2 separate regions of the Mus musculus genome follow, and region 2 is linked to region 1. A link is a contact called in public Hi-C data. All regions are on one chromosome and are shown on one strand. Each heading gives the region's core, a stretch centred on a gene start, on an enhancer-like site or on the middle of the called end of the contact. The rest is flanking DNA. Distances are from core to core; before and after follow the strand shown. Region 1 holds the start of Arhgap24 (Rho GTPase activating protein 24). Region 2 overlaps Arhgap24 (Rho GTPase activating protein 24).

The links. A called contact is a pair of places that touch in the nucleus more often than the background predicts.
Region 2: a Hi-C map of peritoneal macrophages shows a contact between it and region 1, with 3 times the contacts expected there. The contact joins the enhancer-like site here to the promoter of Arhgap24 in region 1. A contact is called at or near these places in 3 of 39 promoter capture datasets (cranial neural crest, liver and maxillary cranial neural crest) and 3 of 484 Hi-C or Micro-C datasets (myeloid progenitors, nephron progenitors and peritoneal macrophages).

What each region holds. Positions count from the first base shown.
Region 1 is chr5:102,480,045-102,482,708 of GRCm38.p6, reverse strand. It overlaps Arhgap24 (Rho GTPase activating protein 24), which reads right to left and starts at 1,318. Exons shown (of 10, transcript NM_029270.2): 1 at 847-1,318.
Region 2 is chr5:102,638,658-102,641,321 of GRCm38.p6, reverse strand. All of the region lies in intron 2 of Arhgap24 (Rho GTPase activating protein 24), which reads right to left. Among named protein-coding and RNA genes, the nearest start is that of Gm30396, 8.6 kb to the right of the region's middle. Within about 2 kb of position 1,316, at least 11 of the 459 cell types and tissues checked have an H3K27ac peak or open chromatin away from gene starts, as enhancers often do.

The DNA of each region.
Region 1 (2,664 bases), core at 69-2,568:
AAGACAAAACTTTATACTTATGAGTAAGCAAAGCTTTTACACTTTGTATATTTCAGGCACCTCACCTGACTTTCTCATTTCCTTTTTGAAGAATGGGATGAAACAGTGATGTTTTGGAAGCTAAACGGGACTAATCTGTAATATGGTGAGTAAAGGGACAAAAACAAACACACTAGGGAGAGACTTACTCAGATGAGTTGGAACAGATTACAGTGGAGCCAGGAGCTGGGTCACTAGCCCATATTAGACAGCCTAGCATCTCAAAGGCATTCCGCCTAATAATCTCTCTTTGAGGACTTTCACAAGAAATACTGCTAAAGTTATCTTTAATAAGAATGTACTGCCTGCTTCTCTTTTAAAGTAGGTGGATACCTCCTCAAAATACTACTCCTTCAAGAAGTCTAAACCCATCTGTGTGTCTTAAAATCCACCGAAGATTACCACTTTCCGGTACAATAGTAACACAATATATACTGAAATCTACCTCCACACGCCAGTTGTCTAGGCAACTCTGAAACTAGCTAAAACATCAGCAGATGAAAGGAGAAGGTAGACGGCGGGAGTAGAGACTGTATCAGTTGCATTTGTTTTGTAAGTCAGAAACACAAGATGCCTGCTTGTTGTGTTTTACACGCAAGCGAGTGCTCTCGCGCGCGCGCGCACGCGCACACACACACACACACACACACACACACACACACACTGAACCAGTATGGTCCCAGCGTTGCTCCTGGCTCACAGCAGTTACCTCCCTATAGCCTGAAGCTGCTATCCACCCACCCTCCGGGTGGTTTCTCCCCCCCTCCCCCCAAGCCCCAGCTCCACAGCAGCAATCAAATCACCTACCCTGCCAGGGATGCCGGACCTACAAGGGATGGCTGGCGGCTGCTCCGATGTCCAGGCTCCTAGGACTGGCCTAAAGATGAGTTCCAGTCGGCAGGGTGCCCTTTACTTCCCAGGGCGAGCGCAGAACCCCATTCGCCAGGCCTGCGTGCTGCTCTCAGAGGAAGCCCGGGCAGCCCCAGAGCCACAGCTGCATGGAAAGTTGGGGGGGACTCCCCCAGCAGTCGCTGTCTCGCTCTAGTTCTGTCCCCTCTGCAGCCTGGGCGGCCCCGCGGCCCCGTGATTCCCTTCCGAGTCCCACCGGCTTTCTCTCACCCGGGCTGAATTGCCACATGCACTTGAGAAATCCTAGCAGTTGCGCAAAGAGTCAAGAAGTTAGAAAGAGTGATTGTGTGTGAATGTGTAAATATACAGTACAAGAGGCTGGAACAACTGAGTGGGGCCAGCCCGCAGACGCAGCCGGGTTTCGGGTTTCAGTTGGCAGCTGGCGGCTTCAGAGGACCCAAGCAGCACTGGTGGGGTGGCGGGAGCCCCGCCCTGCACGCCAGCCTCACCTCCAGAGCAATGCTGGGCGGGCGCCCCATCAGACACCACTGCCTGGGCCCTCTGCAGTTGGCTGCGTTCATTTCAGCCCAAATGCAGCATGAGGGCATGCTGCTCACAGATCTGTGGCTATGGGTGAGAGAATGTAAGGAACCCAAAGCCCCCACTCTTGTGTTCCTTCAGCAAGCCTCACACACTGGTTATGCGCGCCCTGCCACCATCTCTGCCAAATCTTATTTCTCCAGCTTAAGCTTTATTCCTAAAAACGTATTTAGATGAGTGTGCTCTAGTCAGGCATTTCGAGAGATGTTAAGTGTAATAAACCGTCTTGACATGCTTTTAGAGTTCTCAGAGCAAGGTGGCAAATATATTCCTGATATAGACTGCCCCAGCCCCCAGCCCCCAGCCCCCAGCCCTCCCCACTCCCACCCACTGAGCGCTTACTGTTCTAGGTGTTTGGCACTCTTAGGTTTCCTAAAGCCTGGTGTTTTGGATTTTGTCCTTTGGGATGTCCAGGCACATGCTCAGGCTGACGAGCATACAAGCCTGGATGGGCACGAATAGGTATTTTGCTTTTGTTGCCGTCAGGTTTCCGGGGCGGGGGTAGGGATGAGTCTGCTCCATCCCAGGCCGAGGTCCCACTAGAAAATTGATTTTTCTGGCAGGAGACACCTCAGCCCTTTAATGAATGAAATTAAGTTCGGGGGGGGGGGGAATAAGCTCTTTTGCCTGATCCTTTAAAATGTGTGTAGAACCCCTAGCCAGAAGCCATGTGGCCTGTGTTTCTAATTGGTGGGATAGATGACCTTCAGCGGCTCACAAGGCCTTGCATGTTGTAATGGCGGACTGTTAACACTGTCAAGTGACAGCCTGTGGGCAGTTCTAAATGAGAACTGCAAAACAATGAGATTAACCAAAATGAAATCTGCACACATTCCATGCCCTGAGAGCCCCTGGAAGACAAGTGTCAGTAGGTATGATTCAAGACTGTGACATTTCAAAAAGGCAAGACTGCTATTAGGTTGGGAGCCTACTTTCTGGTTATAACAAATGTTACCACAGCAATTCAGACCCAAGGTGACACAAATTAAACTCAGGGAGGCTGCCCGGCAGATCCCAGGCTGAGAGATTAAGATACATCCCATCCTTGTGTCCAAGGCCTTTGGCCTTCACACCTCTGTCTCCATCGTTTCCACTTGACACCATCTCACCAGCCAGTGTGATGTATGGGGTTCTTAGGCTAGAGAGAACACAGAAAGAGAAAGGGGAGGGTTGTCA
Region 2 (2,664 bases), core at 67-2,566, 160 kb before region 1:
ATGAAACCCAAGTCACATCAAAGTCAGCAACTATCACCATTTTCCCAGTAAAGAAAGCTGAGGTGAAATGTTCTAAGCTTAGTGCAACTGAGGTCACATATTAAAAATGCATCTAGTGTTCCTGGTTCAGTCATACCTGGTGCAAACAACCTCCGTTGCAGTAGCATCAAAATTCCTAAGAAACAAAGACATTTTCAGGAAAGTTTGACAATCTGTGGTTAAAAAAATAAAAACTAAGTTAAAACAAGACTATTTTATTGAGTACTTTCTCTTATAACCATTGAAAATCTGGAAAATACTAATACAAACTGATACAGAAAGAATTGTGTTATTATGCATTTAAAACTATCTTCCATTCACAGGGTATCAATGTTATAAGACATAAGTGACAGGGGCATGTGGTCCCTGTGGTAATGACTTTGAAATGACCATTGAAGGTTGAGATCCTCTCTGACTTTGTGAAACTTCATCTGTTTACATCTGTTTTCATTGACGTAAGAAGAGTTACGATTTAAGAAAAAAAAACCTGTCTATCTTCCTCATTTTCTTCTGCCTCTTTTATAAAACTAAAGCATACTTCTTGGTTTCAGTCCGTTCCCCCCCCCCCCACTTTATTTTCTCTGTATACTCCCCACAAGAGTTATATTACATAGAGATGCATTATTATCGCTGCCCATATGCATTAAAAATCAAACAAAGCCAAGAGTATGTCCCATGTTGAGTGGAGTTGAGTTGAGATAAATATCTCATCAGGGGTGAGTGAATTATGTCCCCAGGAGCAATGAACTTCTTAGACAGTTTGCTTTAGGCTAAAACACTGAGTCAAAACTTTAGCTTTTTGTCCTCTCAGATGTGACCACACTGCAGATGCTTTTGCCGCTCAGCATTCAGAGAATTTTATTAAATCCATTTGCCATGTGTTTCCATTCAGGCAAAGCCTCCATTCTCTACGAATACATAAAGTACACACATGTCTGTCTACCGACCTCGCTGTCATTCAGCCTTTAGTTTGTACTAATGGGGAGCTCACTGGTTTCTTGAGCCTCTGTTGGGACCACCCAAGTAATTCCCAGTCCTAATCAGCAGATTGTAATCAGTGTCCAACCAGAGAATTTCTGAACTAAGAGTGAAGATTTTCCATTCCTAACAGCTTGTTTCAAATTCATGCTTTGTTGATAATATTTAGTTTACAGTAAGGTGAAGTCATGCAAAAGAAAAAAAAGTGAAGCTTTTTGAAACGTATAAGGGTATCCAATCAAGAGAGGTTGTCACTAACAATCAGACAAGGACTATAACGGGTGACTAATGTAGTCGTAAAAAAAAGGAAGTATTTAGGTCTGGTGTGGCCATAAGAAGGAAGAAAAGACCTGATGAAGGCTGAGGTTACAGTCTGTGGCTATTATTTCCCTATGAAACTTACCTTCAAGAATCCTCTAACTATACTTACAGGCTAATTAGAAAGCCCCCCAAGTGAGTGACTTAATTATTACAATGGAATACTTCTTCCTATTCAAAATACACTTAATACATTCTTTGGGGGGGGATCTTCAAGGAATAAATAGTGTACATTATATCGTCACAAGACCACAAAACCTTAGAATAATTTAAAGAAGTCTTTTATTTGGATTTTGCCCATTGGAAGAAATGCTGTAGAAGGGAAAATCCTCATGGGGGGGGGGGTATCTCCAAAAGCAATGAGAATTAACTTTGGTCTTTCCAGCAATGGTAGTGTATTAAAAATTAGCATACACACTAGTTCTACTTCACATCAAACAGGGATACATAGAGGAACTCTACAAAAATTCCCACTTCCAGCTTGGACTTCCATCCCTAAGCTGTGGTTCGCCTCTGCCTACATGTCTGCTGACAGCCTTGATTCAACTGGACATGGCTGGAGTTGAGCTGCCTGTCCTTTACCAGCCTCTCACCTCAGAATCCTACCTTCCCTCTGGTTATGTCTGCCTCTGGGTGGCAGCTTCATCCTTCGGGAAACACAGCCAAAATTTTTGACTTCCTTCCTTTCTTTATTTTTTTTTCTTTCTCTTTTCTTTTCTTTTCTTTTCTTTCCTTTCCTTTCCTTTCCTTTCCTTTCCTTTCCTTTCCTTTCCTTTCCTTTCCTTTCCTTTCCTTTTTTTGTGCCATTTTAAACAAAATGAAATATAATTACATAATTTCCTCCTCCTTCCAACCTCAGTCATGTTCCTTCCCCCTTGGAACCTCTCAAATTCTTGGCCTCTTTTTAATTATTGTATAAGCACACACACACACACACACACACACACACACACACACGGGCGCGCGCACACACACGCACTCACAGGCACACACACACACATGTAAATCTATGCAACCTGCCCAGTTCACTCAGTCCTGCTTGTATGTGAATGATTTCTCAGATAACAATTGGATTGGATACCTAGCTAGTGAGCTCATCTTTGGAGATGATTAATTTTTCCCCTGTCCAAAGATCTTTTTTTCCTGCAGTTCTTTTTCAAGTGGTGGGGCCTTGGGAGATTTTCTCCTTCCAAGTTAGCCTCATATCTACTGGTATGGTCACTGTCTGGATCTTATTTAGGTAGCCATATTGATGAGGAATCCGGGTGAAATGTCCCTGTCATTTCCAGGAGACACAATCTTGCAGTAGATTTCTAGTCCTTTGCCTCC